Regions from separate parts of the Sus scrofa genome. Here all the other regions are linked to region 1. Evidence: chromatin contacts called from public Hi-C and HiChIP or PLAC-seq data. All regions are on one chromosome and are shown on one strand. Each heading gives the region's core, a stretch centred on a gene start, on an enhancer-like site or on the middle of the called end of the contact. The rest is flanking DNA. Distances are from core to core; before and after follow the strand shown.

The links. Hi-C and Micro-C count contacts between places; a contact is called where the count stands out from the background. HiChIP or PLAC-seq counts read pairs in DNA pulled down with a chosen protein or histone mark.
Region 2: an H3K27ac HiChIP or PLAC-seq map of skeletal muscle shows a contact between it and region 1. The contact joins the promoter of SMAD3 here to the promoter of MAP2K5 in region 1. A contact is called at or near these places in 1 of 5 promoter capture datasets (fetal liver) and 1 of 2 datasets of contacts at active chromatin or transcription factors (skeletal muscle).
Region 3: a Hi-C map of liver shows a contact between it and region 1, with 2.3 times the contacts expected there. The contact joins the promoter of IQCH here to the promoter of MAP2K5 in region 1. A contact is called at or near these places in 1 of 47 Hi-C or Micro-C datasets (liver) and 1 of 2 datasets of contacts at active chromatin or transcription factors (alveolar macrophages).

Annotation. Positions count from the first base shown.
Region 1 is chr1:165,455,909-165,460,616 of Sscrofa11.1, forward strand. It overlaps MAP2K5 (dual specificity mitogen-activated protein kinase kinase 5), which reads left to right and starts at 2,355. Exons shown (of 21, transcript XM_021100479.1): 1 at 2,355-3,070. The coding sequence starts at 2,936.
Region 2 is chr1:164,995,733-165,000,440 of Sscrofa11.1, forward strand. It overlaps SMAD3 (SMAD family member 3), which reads left to right and starts at 2,725. Exons shown (of 9, transcript NM_214137.1): 1 at 2,725-3,112. The coding sequence starts at 2,907.
Region 3 is chr1:165,190,199-165,194,906 of Sscrofa11.1, forward strand. It overlaps IQCH (IQ domain-containing protein H), which reads left to right and starts at 2,892. Exons shown (of 21, transcript XM_021100401.1): 1 at 2,892-3,008. The coding sequence starts at 2,958. It overlaps AAGAB (alpha- and gamma-adaptin-binding protein p34), which reads right to left and starts at 2,804. Exons shown (of 9, transcript XM_005659865.3): 1 at 2,617-2,804. The coding sequence starts at 2,746.

The DNA.
Region 1 (4,708 bases), core at 1,105-3,604:
TGCGCTAAGGGAAGGCACACTGAACAAGAGGGTGATTTTTAAATCAAGATCTGCAGAATTTGAGGGAGTGAGGTATGTAGCTATCAGGGTAAGAGTAATCCAGGTAGAGGAAGACTCTGAGGTGGAATGCCCAATATGTTCAAGAAACAGTAAAAAGAAGGCTGGTGTGGATGAGGATTGAGAGATCATAAGGCCAGACATAAGGTGTGGAGGGGAGAATATGTGGAGTTCTGTCAGTCAAGGACAGTTTTAGTTCTGCACAAGTTACGAAGTTATCAGGAAAGTTTTTTTTTTTTTTTTCTTTTTTATTCTAGGGCCGCACCTGCGGTATATAGAGGCTAGGGGTAGAATCAGAGCTACAGTTGCCAGCCTACACCACAGCTCACGGCAACGCCGGATCCTTATCCCTGAGCGAGGCCAAGGATAGAACCCACATTGCTGTGGCTATGACATAGATAGGCTGGCAGCTGTAGCTCCGATTCGAGTCCTAGCCTGGGAACTTCTACATGAGATGGGCACGCCCCCCCCCCAAAAAGAAAAAAAAGAAATTACTTTATAACAAAAAAGGAAAAAAACAGCCCAGTTAAAAAATGGGCAAAGGACTTGAATAGGCAATTCCCCAAAGAAGATATACAAACGGCCAAGAAGTGTATGAAAAGATGAACATCAATAATCACTAAGGAAAATGCAAATTAAAACCACATATCACCTCATACTTGATGGAATAGCATTTAACAAAAATACAGAATGTAACAAGTGTTGGTGAAGATGTGGAGAAATCGGAACCCTTGGGCTATGGAAGGGAATGTAAGATGGCATGGCCATTGTGGAATATGGCAGCTCCTCCAAAAAATTATCACATGATCCAGCAATTCTACTTGTGGGTATACACCCAAAAGAATTGAAAGTGCGAACTGAGTTGGTTTTCCCCATGGTACTATGAATAAAAAACCAATTTTAACAAATCATGGGTTCAGAGAAAATCCCCCCACTGAGCGAGGCCAGGGATGGAACCCACAACCTCAGGGTTCCTAGTAGGATTCGTTTCTGCTGTGCCACCATGGGAACTCCGGAAATGAACTTTCATTTAAAAATGCACTGGGGTCCTTGAGCAAATGGTTTATTTTTCACAGGACTGAAGTGCAGATCTTTGACCAGCTGGAGGATCTGACTAAAGAAATTTCTACCTAAGCAATTAATTTACAAAACTGAAAACATATCATTTATCTCCTACAATGGACTTTCAAATTAAACATCAGAGAGCGCAGGCAGAGAAGATATGTAGGAAAAAAATTATATTATACTAAAACTGGCCAATATTTATTTTTTTTTTCTGGCATTAAGCAACTATTTGATAAAGGGAAATGAAACACCTCCCCCACCGAATTTATACAAAATTCAGCCCCCCAAAGTAAAGCCATATGTGCACTTTCCTTAGAACGAGATGAAAGACGAAACTACACGTTACAACTTGTAAACAAACTTCTGTAAAGGAATCGTAGAGCAACAAAATTATGCATTTAAAAGTCTGAGGTTAACAAGGCAGTTAAAAATAACCAAGTGTTACTGCTACCGCCTCTGATATCACTGATTGCATAAACATTGCTTAGCTAGTGGAAAATTAATGGGTTAGACTGGATATTTTTTGCAACAATTTAACAAAAGATGATGCCACTACTGCAGCTGTCCCCAGGCAGTTAAACTCTTCACTGAATTTCTCTACAGTAACTTTCGAGTAAGGGGCTGTTTGCTATTTTAGGGCAACCATGGGGTAAAGAACCTCACTAAAACCCCATATTTGCTTTGCTCATTTTGGAGAAAGATCTGGATCTGTGACTTGGAAAATGGAAGAAGAAGAAAAAAAAAAAAAAAAAGACAACCTTGCTCTTGACCATTTGATGCACAAACCCCCACGAATATTTAGGTACAGGGCCTGACGAAGGAATAAACGATGCAGTCCTATCTTTCTAGGCTTCTCTACAAGCCAAGAGTACACATTTTAAGCAATCTATTGGCTTTTGGCGGACCTCTGCCTTAGTTCAGTTTCCTCCTTCGTTTGTTAGATATTTTCACATCGCTAATTTTAATGAGTCAGGAAAGGAAAGGGCCATCACTCGATCGCTCGGCGAAAAGGTGGGGTGTCCCGGGAGTGGGCAGCCCAGTCGGTCCCTTCACTCCGGCCCGAGCGCCCCGCGCTGCCTCCTTGGGTCCCGTCCGCCCGGGAGCAGGGGGAGGGTTCGGCCAGGAGCTGCCCTTTTCCAACATGGCGCCGCGGGAGGCGGGTCCCCTCGCCGGCTCCCGGGGTTCCGGCGCCGCGCGTTTTGGTTCCGGAGTAACAGTGCCCTCGCCGCCGCCCTCCCCCTCCTCCTGCCGCCGGGACGCGCGGCCTCGGGTGCCCAGGGCTGAGCCGCACGGGCGGCGCAGTCTGACTCCGGTTGGGCAGAAGACTGTCTCCCCACCTCCAACTTCCCGCGGAGGGTCCCCGGCGGCTTTCTCCTGGTTCGGCTGCCCCGGGGCTTCTTCCACACCACACCGGACTGAGTCCCCTTCAGTCCAGGACCCTCCGCCCCTGCTGAGGAGGAGTGGACACCTGCCGCTGTATCTCCCTAAAACAGGGTCTTCTGTTTGCCGTCCCCTCACACCCTCACAGACGGCAGAGAGCTGCATGACCCCGTTTGCCTTCTTTTCCAACTCCAGAACCTTCTGACCTCCCCTAGTTCCTACTGACTCCTTCCTCTTGCCCAGTCCACGCTCACCGGGAGACATCCCTCGGCCCCCTGCAGCCTGGGCCTGGCTCGGAGCCTGCGGGCCTCTTCTGGACCTCCTCCTCTCTTCAGCCCCCTTGCTCTCTGTCACCTTATCTTCTCTTGGAAGCCCCACCTAACAGGGACCGGTGGGTACCCCCTTACCAGGATGTGAGCCCCTTTCACCTGTAATGCTGTGGCTGGCCCTTGGCCCCTTCCATGCCATGGAGAACCAGGTGCTGGTGATTCGCATCAAGATTCCAAATAGTGGAGCGGTGGACTGGACAGTGCACTCGGGGCCGCAGCTACTCTTCAGGGATGTGTTGGTGAGTGCTAATCTCAGTGTTCCATCCTGGCGAGGGAGGGTGCAGGGATTTGTGGGGTAGTCTGCGCCTTGATCACTGAAACTTAACCCCGGTGGCCTGGTGGCCTGAGCTAGTGGCCATTGCTGGCCTCAAGTGAGGACAGTTTTATTGCTTCCACCACAGGCAGTGATTAATTGCATGGGCTTAAATCTGACAAATGTGCAGGTCCCTGGGAAAGTAGAGATGAACCAGATTGAACCTCTGCCCTCAGGGAGTGCACAGCCTGGACTGGAACATATACATGGAAGCAACAACTAGGATTCAAAAAGCTGAATCTAAAAGTTTTTCTAAAGTATTTTGTGGAATGTCCCTGGCCAGGTTCCAGCCATGTCTTCCTACTGAGTTCCTTAAACTTGGTGACTAGTGGGAAAGAGAAACAAGGCGTCTTTAACCAGTTGTGTTTCAGCAAACCTTAGGTGTCATAGGTTTTAAGGTATTTTATGTACTACTAAGAAGGAAAAAGCTGACGTAGCACACATTGTGCAGAACCTAGTTTCAGAGATGTTAAAATAGAGGGGGAAATGTGCATTTTAGAGTCAATAATGTAGTCTTAACTTTCATAATAAATATTCACAATGTATTTCAAATAAAATCATGGAGTGTTAGAGGAGGGGATAACCCCAGAGGTGGCCTTTTGAGCCCTCTGATCCTTTTTGTAGTTGGTTACCAAGGAGCAGTGAGGTGAAATGACTTTTCCAAAGCCATGTTGCTTGTGAGTGGAAGTGTCAGTGCCATAACTCAGATTTCCTTACTTTACTTAGTATTTATTTCCATGTGCTGCAGTGCCACTTTTCATCTTTTAGCATTTATTTGAGATAGAGTGCTTTGTGCCCATTTTACATTTTGAATAACTGAGCTGTCGAAGGTAGAGCTGACATATCATGGGGCACATTGCAAGTATGGGATCTATAGTGGAACTTAGCTATAGGATAAGATGGTGCTGGGTGGAGGTTTTTTAGAAGATCTGTGATGTGGCTTTTGATTGTCATAAGTTACTCAATCAAAATTTGATCCCTGTACCTTCATTTTGAGTTTTTGATGTTACTGACCACACAGACCATACAGATTTTCAGGTGTCTGGGCCAGGAGTGCAGAGGCTGGTGAAAGCCAGCAGCCTCCAATCTTATGCCATCCTTCTCTTTGCATCCAGAGTTCTCCACACACTCACAGGCACGTGGATCTTCCTTCATGGTAAGGCCTGAACTCCTTGGCATGGTCTTTTGATTGGCTCGTGCCTGACTGGCACCAGCTTCATCTTTCACTATACCCCTATGAGCATCTTGTGCTCCAGGTATTTATAATTAATCTTGAGTTCTCCCAGGTGCCCAGGCCATCTCCACTTGGCCTCTTTCTTTTTTTTTTTTTTTTTTTATTTTATGGTTGCACCTATGGCATGTGAGAATTCCTAAGCCTGGAGTTCCTGTTGTGGCTCAGCAGTTAATGAACCAACTAGTATCCATGAGGACGAAGGTTCAATTCCTGGCTCGATTAGTGGGTTAAGGATTTGGCATTGCTGTGAGCTGTGGTGTAGGTCACAGAGGCAGCTCAGATCCCACGTTGCTATGGCTGTGGCATAGGTCGGAGGCCACAGCTCTGATT
Region 2 (4,708 bases), core at 1,475-3,974, 460 kb before region 1:
GTCATGATGAAGCCGGAGGTCCTTTGACTGGATCTGACTGCCTCTCAACAGTTGGACCTGCCTGATTTGATCTTCAGGTTAAAAGGAATGTTTTACTGGGATGATGGCAAGGGCCCTTTTGCAGGCACACAGCTAGGGAGCTCCTTAGGTTAGGGACCTAAGTTCTTTCATTGGATTCCCAGCAGTGGAGGTGCTCCATAGACATAAGTCTAACCGAATGCTGCCTTCCATTCTGCTTGGCTCTTTACTCTTCATACGGAGTTCCTGGGCCAGGGATCAGATCCAAGCTTCAGTTGCGAGGCACTGTGCTGGACCAGGGATTGAACCTGCATCCCAGCACTCAGAGACACCACTCACTGATCCCGTTGCACCACAGTGGGAACTCCCCCAAGGCGTGTTTCTATTTCTTTACAGCACTTGATGTTTGCAAAGCTTTTCCCATTGGATCCCCACAACCACCCTAGGAGGTTGAGAGGAAAGCTACTTCTAGCCCCATTTTACAGGTGAACAAACATTTCTTGTAGTATCACAATAGTGCACCTGTGTAAAGAACTTTTGTGTTGCAAAGAGCTCCATCTGTGATGTCACCTTCACCCTCCCAGCTCTGTAAGGCAGCTGGCTGGGTGCAGTGGCAAGAATGTGGACCGAGGCCTCACAAGTCACTGGGTCCCAATCCCAATTCTGCCCTGGGAATCTCGAGTACATGTTATAACCTCCAACCTCAGGTGCTTCATTTGTAAATGGGAGGCTGGGGGACATTTACCTCCAGAGCCACTGTGAAGACAAAATCAGAGGAAAGCACTTGGGCTACCTGGAAGGAAGAAAGCCATCAATAAATGTTGATTGCCTTCCTCCCTGCTCTGGTCTGAGGAGGGCTGGGAGGAAGGGAGTGAAATGAGATGACGCTGGCTGCCAGTTAGCTTGGGGATGGGCCAGGAAGGGGAATCAGGTCATTAAGCCCGGGTTGGGGTTCAGGGATTCCCCCTTAAGGTCCCAGCAGGCGGGGAGTTAGAAGAGAGGAAGACAAGGAGCCCAGTTAGTGCTCAGCCCCAGTGCGGACAGGCTGGTAGGAGGGCAGTCACTCCTACTTGCAGGGGTCCCTGCGCTTCTGGGCTGATTTTGTGGATTAGGCCACACCTCACAGAGCTTTGTGACTCCCCACCCGCCAGAGTTTGCAGATAACTTCTTTCTCACCACAGGAGTTTCCTGCTGTTAAAAACAAACAAAGGCTAGAGGCCTGGTAGGGGAGGGGCAGCAGGAGAAAGGCCCTGGGGTCCTGGGGTAACTCCTGAAAGCAGCTGCAGGAGGGGTCTGGGGGCAGATGCCCTTGAATTGTGCTTCTGGGGAGAGAAGCCCCAGAGGGCCCCCAATATCTTGGTATTTCTTTGCTTCCCACCAGAGCTAATTTGGAATACATAAGGTTCCCCGGTACTGCCCTCTTGCCCCACTTTTTTGCAAGTTCACAGCTTTGAAAACAAAGCTCTTGCCTTCTATTTATAGGGTGTTGAATTTCGGCTCTTTGCTCATCATAAGATTCCAAATACCCTGTAATGAAACTTTTCCTCCAAAGATAAATTCTGAAGCGCCCCGTCCTGAACTCAACGGATACCTTTGAGGCCCGTTTTCTGCTGGGCACTTGTTTCCCAAGGCCCCTGGGACCCCCTGGCTCCAGTTATTATACAGGGAGTCACTAGGGTCCCCGAATCTCCACTTCTGAGAGCGAGCCCCTTCCTAATCCCTCCTTCGCACGGTCTCGGGGCTCTAAACCGGTAAGATCTCACCGGTGCTAGAATTAAAGGAGCCCTAGAGTCACCGGCGCCACCAAGGTCCCTAACCGGGATTCGCGTGCCCGCATACCAGTGCGCTGCCAGCCTTCCTGGGCCTCAGCTTTGCGCACGCCCTCTCTCGGACCCGGGTCCTCCCAGGGATGCACGGCCAGCCTGCGGCCAGACGTCGTGCGTTCGTGCGAGCCTAACCCTCTCGGGCCCGCCACGCCAACTGAACTTTCTTAGTGTGGGTTCCGAGAGCGGACGCCACGGCCCGAGCCCGGCCCTCCCGTCCGGGGCCCCTCTCGCCGCTCCTTTCCCACGACTTCCTCCCGGCGCCCGCCGGATTCAGGTCAGGGCCGCGCGGGGTCTTGCGAGCTCCAGCCAGGTCCGCCGCAGCCCCCGGTCGCCCACGTGGGCGTGCTCCGCGCCGGGCGGGGGACGGCCCGGCGCCCTCCCGGAGGCGGGGGGCGGGCAGGGCGCCCGCGGGAGGAGGCGGCGGGGCGCGGGGGAGGAGGCGGGGAGCCCCGGCGGCAAGGGGGCGGTGACAGCGCTTGGAAAGGAGGCTGCACGCGGATTTGCATGAAACACAGACTGGGAGCGGGCGGGAGCGGGAGCGGGAGCGCGGCGCACGCCCCGGGCCGGCCCAGCGAGCGAGCGAGAGAGCCGGGAAGGAGGAGGGCAGCAGGGAGGCGAGGCTGCCGAGGCGGAGGGATCTGCGCATCAAAGCGAGCGAGGCGAGCAAAGTTTGGCTGAGGGTTGGACTTTCCTTCCTGGAGGCGGCACCCAAACAGCCACCCCGTGCGGAAACCCAAACTTTCTTCTGCCACTCGGAGCCCCGCGGCCGCCGCCTCCGCCCCGCGTCCGGGGCCTTCCCGATCCCGTGCCGCTGCCGCCCGCCCTTCTCCCCGCCGCTCTTCTCCTCACCGAGGGAGCCGCCCGGGGCACAGGGCCGCACGCCGAGCCCCGCAGGCTGCAGCGCCGCGGCCCGGCCGGGAGCACCGGCAAGTTCGCCGAGAGTTGAGGCGAAGTTTGGGCGGCCGCGGCCAGCCCGGCCGAGCTCCCCGCTGCGCCCCCGGCGTTCCGCCGCGCCCAGCCCCGCCGGGGGCGCCCCTCGCCGCCCGCGCGCCCTCCCCAGCCATGTCGTCCATCCTGCCCTTCACGCCCCCGATCGTGAAACGCCTGCTGGGCTGGAAGAAGGGTGAGCAGAACGGGCAGGAGGAGAAGTGGTGCGAGAAGGCGGTCAAGAGTTTGGTCAAGAAGCTCAAGAAGACGGGGCAGCTGGACGAACTGGAGAAGGCCATCACCACGCAGAACGTCAACACCAAGTGCATCACCATCCCCAGGTGGGGGCCCGAGGGACCCTGGGGCGCGCCCGCCCAGCCCCCTGGCGTGGCGGGGGGTTGGAACGGAGGGGTGGCCTGGGTGCCCGTGTGTGTGTAGGGGGGGGGCGGTGGGAACACAGACAGGAAAGCGGGGGACCCCAAACAAAACCTTCTCTGGATTTGCAGAGATTCAGAGCCTGAGGCTTCCACACGGCATTCGCGCTCCCAGACCTCGTATTCGCTTTTCACCTCCGGGAAAGCGGGTGCTGCTGGAATCGGCGGCCCCCACCCCGGGGGAGCTGCGGGCTAGAACTTGAGGCCCGCTTTGTTCAGCTCCGCGGGCCGGAGCCCCTCCTCCGCCGCCGCCTCCCGCCCCCGCGGCCCGCGCTCGTGGAGGTGGTGGTGTCTCTCCCTTTCTTTTCTTCATCCCTGTCCCCCCACTTCTTTCCTCCTCGGCAGGAATGCAGTCCGTACAGCTGGGGCTGTGGGTGAGGAGCGGGAGCCTCGTGATTGACAGATTCCTTCTTCGTTCTCTCTTTGCCTTCGGGATTAGCATTTTTATCGAGTATTTTTAGATTCGGTTGTGCCAGTCTCCCGCCCCCTCCGCACACACACGCACTTTACTTGCAGTGGGGTGGTCTGACTTTCAAATGAGAGAGATAAGTGGCAGAGGGTAGGGTCTTCTCCCCCGACTGTTTTTTGGCCCACCTTTCAGCCATAGATTGCGAGTGGCTGCAAAACGCGGGGGGCTGAGAACTGAGGAGATAACAAAACGCACCCCAAAGGGGGGCCTCGCCTCGGCCCTCGCATTCCTACAGAGCCTTCCTTCCCAAAGCGCTGTGCCATCTGTCTGGACCTCCTTTATCCTCCACTTTGCGCTAGCTAGGTCAGGCGGGAGCTCACAGATGGCTGATAGAAGGGGTCAGTGACTTCTCTCCACTCCCCAGGGCCTTCTTTTAGCTTCGCTGCGCCTGGCTGGGAATTGGGGTGTGGGGGCACCATAGTCTCCTGTCTTTCCCTCTCAGCCAGCCCCCTTTAGAAGTCCGATTCTGCTCCAAGGGAGTGTGTGTGTGTGTGTGTGTGTGTGTGTGTGTGTGTGTGTGAGAGAGAGAGAGAGAGAGAGAGAAAGTGTGTGTGTGGGGGGGCAGGGTGGGGTGGGGTGGGGGAGATGTCCTTTGGGTCCTGGGCTGCAGAGGATTGAGTGGAGGGTCCCCAGGGCCTGCACCCCACAGAAATTGCCATCCTTGCTGCTGGGGCCAGGAGTGAACTCCGTCCTTGGCCACCTGCTTGGGGCAGCTGTATAAAGGCTGCCAGCCGTGTCAGGCAGGCACAAAGCAACATCTGTCCACGGGAACCCAGGGCAGGCCTCCCCTGGAAATAAATGCTGCATATGGTGGGAGTGCTGACTTGAAAAATAATAATTTTTTTTTTCAAAACTGGGTGGATCCAGTCAATAAAGCGGGAGGGAAGGCAATGTGCTGTCTGGGAAGTGTGTTCTGGGCGTGTGATCAGGAGCCAGAATTGACTTCAGAGGAGGTGGTGTGATGTGATGGTCAGTGAGCCCTAGGTCCTGGTCCCAGCCCTGGTGCTTAATTCTTCTTTATTCCTTTGGATGAG
Region 3 (4,708 bases), core at 1,642-4,141, 270 kb before region 1:
ATCTGATGTCAGACATCCACCCAGGATACCGTGCAAGACTTTTAAGTGACAACATAAAAGCTTCTCACAAAGTCCATGCATACCGCTTATCCACAGTAGAGACCGGTTGATTTTTATTTCATGTATATTTATAATAAACTTTCCGACTGTTAAAAGCAATATGTCAAAGGAAAGAGAAACTGGAGGCACCTTAAAGGTTCTTCTTCCTGATGCATGGAAGGAAACCAAACCTCCCCTAAAGTAAATTTAGATTCAACCCAAAATCACACTATGACTCAATGTCACTAAATACTTAACAAAAGTCATTCATTATGGTAGTCTCCATCTTTTATGCCAAAATTAATTTGTGTCTAATTTAATCCCATCTTTAATTATGATTAAACAGAATGAGAGCTCAGCAAATACTACATTCTAATGGTATCCATAGTCACCCTACTCATTAACCTGGGAATAGATGATAAAAGCCTCTTTAACAGTTCACTTTTCCTTACTCAAGGGATCCCTTCACTAATTGCTCTTATTTTTCACTCGTAACATTAACAAAATCACAAAAGAAAGGTCATATCATTTTAACCAATACAAAAGTTATCTAAGAGGCATTTTACATATGGAAATAGAGTGCATTATTTTACAAAATTAGTTTTACTCCCAATGATGCCAATATATTTTTAAAGAACTACAGTGTTACTATTCACCAACTGTAAGTGATCAGCTCCTTCAAGGAAGTGACCACATCTGCCAATTCTGATCCTTAAAGCACATGATAGCCATAAGAAACCTTAACAAATACTTCTGAGATTGGCTTTGAAAAGACTTTTATTTATCAGTAATGTAAACCCAAATGCATGCAATTTTTTGGAAAGTTAAATACACCAAGAATCTTAAGAATTCTGACCAAATTCTATTATGTTCACTAGAGGTAAGATATGGAGACTAATTTATGAAGTAATAATAAATGAAAAATACCAGAATAAAAATTATACATGAAATAGTATGTATAAAATATATATCTTATATAAAGATATTTTTATACAAATCACACATATTAAATGTTATAAATACATAATTTTATATACTTAAATAGACTTTAAGATACATCAAATATTTTGATTCATACATACAAAATACTGAAATATAACATGTTATATATAATGTAAAAGATATATAAAATATCAGGATAAAAACTATATGTGAAATGTAATTACAAGTTTCTTTAGAATCTATGCATTGGAAAAAAAAACTGGATATAAATGCACAGAAATGTTAACACATTATTTGTGTTTGGCTGATGAGACCATGGCTGACATTTTTTCTCCACAGGCTAATAAATCTTAATAGAATATGCACTACTTTTACAACAAAACAATTTTTAAAGAGAAAAGAAAGGAAAAAAACGGGAAGGAGCACTGCTGAGAGGTATGGAAACGGTGTCATTGGAGCAGTTAGTTATTTAGCGTTATAATTAAACTTCTATTGTAGCAAGGGACTTTTTAAATGATTACAAAAGACAACTAAGTTATAGAATATTTGCATTAGAGGGACATCCTGCCTAATTCTGTCATTCAACAGTTATAGAGAGAAAGTTAGTTTATATGATGCTTTACAGTTTACAAAATGGTTTCAAAATGTCACATCATCTGTCCTTCAAAGAATTCTGTTAGGTTCATATGCCCCATTTTCAGGATCAGAAAACTGAAGGCCAGCGAGATAATGCATTTTAATCAAAATACATACGTTTTATCGAACGTTTAAGCTGGGCTAAGCACAACAATTCTGTGGAAATAATCACCATTTTACAAGAAAACTGAAGAGCAGAAGTTAAGCGTGTTATCTCACAGTTGAGAGTCACTGTTCTGACTCGAAGCCACGCACTTAAAACAGGAGTCTTGAGTTATAATCAACTTCAGAGTCCTTTAGTGAAAGATTTGAGCCTAAGATCCAATCCTATCCTCTCTCTATTACACTGGTCTCCCCTCCACGCCTACAATTCTTTTAAGTTACCTACTTTGACAAACACTATGAAGTTCCAGAGGCAAAGAAAGGGAATAGGACCAATAATAACCAAAAACTGATACAGGGAGAGGACCTAGCCTCTGGAGGAAGGCAAGACATGAATAACTGCAGAGTGGAGGGGATAAGGCTAACAAGTCTTATACGCACCAAGGGGTGGCCAAAAGGAACCACATTCCACCTCAGGAGCAGAGATGGCAACAAAAATCACTATTTCTGCTCCTAACACCCTCGTTCCTCCGTACAATTTCCAGAGCGCCTTTTCGGTTCACCTCAAAGCTTGACCGCAACAACCCCTGGGCTGGGCGGGGATTAGTCCCACTTTACAGAAAAAGCTGGAAGAAACGTCATGGCGGGCCAGACAAAGCAGAGAAGCAAGGTGTGTACGAGCTTGGGGTGGACCCCTGGGACACTGGGCACCTCGACTGCCTCCCAAGAGCACCCGCGGGACCTTGGGCCACCACGGAGGAGAGGAAGAATCCAGGGCCCCGCGGCTGGGACAGAGGCTCCCAAGGGAGGCCACAGTGTTGGGAATGTCACCCGCCAAGCCTCGGGGCGGGGCGGGGGGGGGGGCTTGGAATTCGGCCCAGGAGACCTTCTACTCACTTTGGACTAGCCGGTCAGCAGAAAAGGTGGACGAGCAGCTGGTGACCAGAGCGCAGGGGACACCCGCAGCCATTGCTGAACCCGCGATCCGGTTTGGTCTCCAAGCCTCTTCCGCCTTGGGCGATACCATGGCCGCTGTCGCGCAGGGGAGGCGTGCAAGGAAGGCGCGTTCTCAGAAGGCACGGCCGGCCCTGCCTCCTTTCCATCCCCCTCTTCCGCTCCCGTCGTGGACCGGGCCGCGCTGCGCGTTGGGTTGCCATGGGAACGAGCTCCCCCTGCGGAGAATTAATGTGCCTAGAAACCGCGCCTCCTCTGCGAGGTAGCCGCGCCCGGTGGTAGGCATGGCCCAGGCGCCAGAAAACCATGACCCCATCGGATCCATCTTAATCCAGGTGGGAATGGGTCTCTCCCGGCCCTACCCGGCTAAGGCCCTTCGAGCGAGGCCCAGCAGCGTCCATCCATTGGTGTCCAGCCTTTAGACTGCCTCCCAGGCGAGGGGCGGCACCGCTCGGAGAACTCCCAAATATCCGAACCCAGAACTCGCCCGGCCGCCTCACACACCTCCACAGCCTGACCCTGGGAAGCGCCAGTCATTCTGTCTCTGGTAAAACTCCACGACCATACACCCCGCCAGGGACCTCTACTTTGGAAAAAGCTATCTTTTCTTACACCGAGGCACCATTTTTAAATGTTATGTCATAAAAATTTTGAATCCATGAAGTAGGGAACTGGAGGCGATACAAATCAGACACAACGGAGAGGTGATAAAGCTGGGGAGAAACTGAAATATGTGAACTGCCTTTCTTAACCACCCCAATTTGGGGGGATCTAAAAGTCCCTTGCAAATAAATGAGTTCTGGGGACGTGAGCATGGTAATTGTAGTTAACAATACTTAGTGTGTATTTAAATTGCTAAGAGAGTAAATCTTAAAAAGTTTTCATTACAAGAAAAAAAATTGTGAATGTGTATGGAGATGGATGTTAACTAGACTTATGTTGATCATTTTGCAATATGAACAAGTATCTAATTATTATGTTGTATGCCAATTATATTGCAATAAAAGATAAATAAAATTAAAACCCCTTGCTTGGGAACATACAATAGGGAAATAAATTCAAGATAAAAGCTTACTATTCAAGTTAACAGTTTTGAATATGGAAATGTGACAAATTTAAAAACACAGGGAAGTAACTTTTTCTTTTTTCTTTTTTTTGGTCTTTTTGTCTTTTTGTTGTTGTTGTTGTTGCTATTTCTTGGGCCGCTCCCGCGGCATATGGAGGTTCCCAGGCTAGGGGTCTAATCGGAGCTGTAGCCACCGGCCTACACCAGAGCCACAGCAACGCGGGATCCGAGCCGCGTCTGCAACCTACACCACAGCTCACGGCAACACCGGATCGTTAACCCACTGAGCAAGGGCAGGGACCGAACCCACAACCTCATGGTTCCTAGTCGGATTCGTTAACCACTGCGCCATGACGGGAACTCCCGGAAGTAACTTTTTCTAATCTGAGGGCGGAATATCAATAAAATATTAACTTCAGAGTTCTCTTGTGGCTCAGAGGGTTAAGGATCTGGTGTTGTCACTGTAGCAGCTCTGGTTGTTGCTGTGGCAAAAATTTGATCCCTGGCTGTGGAACTTCTGCATGCCACGGATTTGGCCAAAAAAGGAGGAAGAAGAAAGTATTAGCTTCTCCAGCATAACTTAGCTTGTGACAATTACACTCAGATTTTTCCAAATATTAAAAGCATTTTGTTTTTTCACATTTCAATATGGTAGTTTTAAAACATTTCTACATATAGCATCACATTTAACACATATTTAGCACTATTTGACCAGGGCTTAAAGTAATTTGCCTAAGGTCACTTTATCAGGACTCTCACTCAGATCTGCAATGGGTCTAATTTTTCTTCCTGCTAGGACTTGGTCTCTTACCTCCCTTTTGGGAGATTTCTTTAAATTCACCTTTTCCAAAATACAAACCCCTAAACTCACCAATTTTACAGACTTCCCCATTATGAATCATACCCAGATAGTCTTACCTCACCTTATATTATCCTTGCTTTCACCATCACCTTAGAATGAGTTTAGCC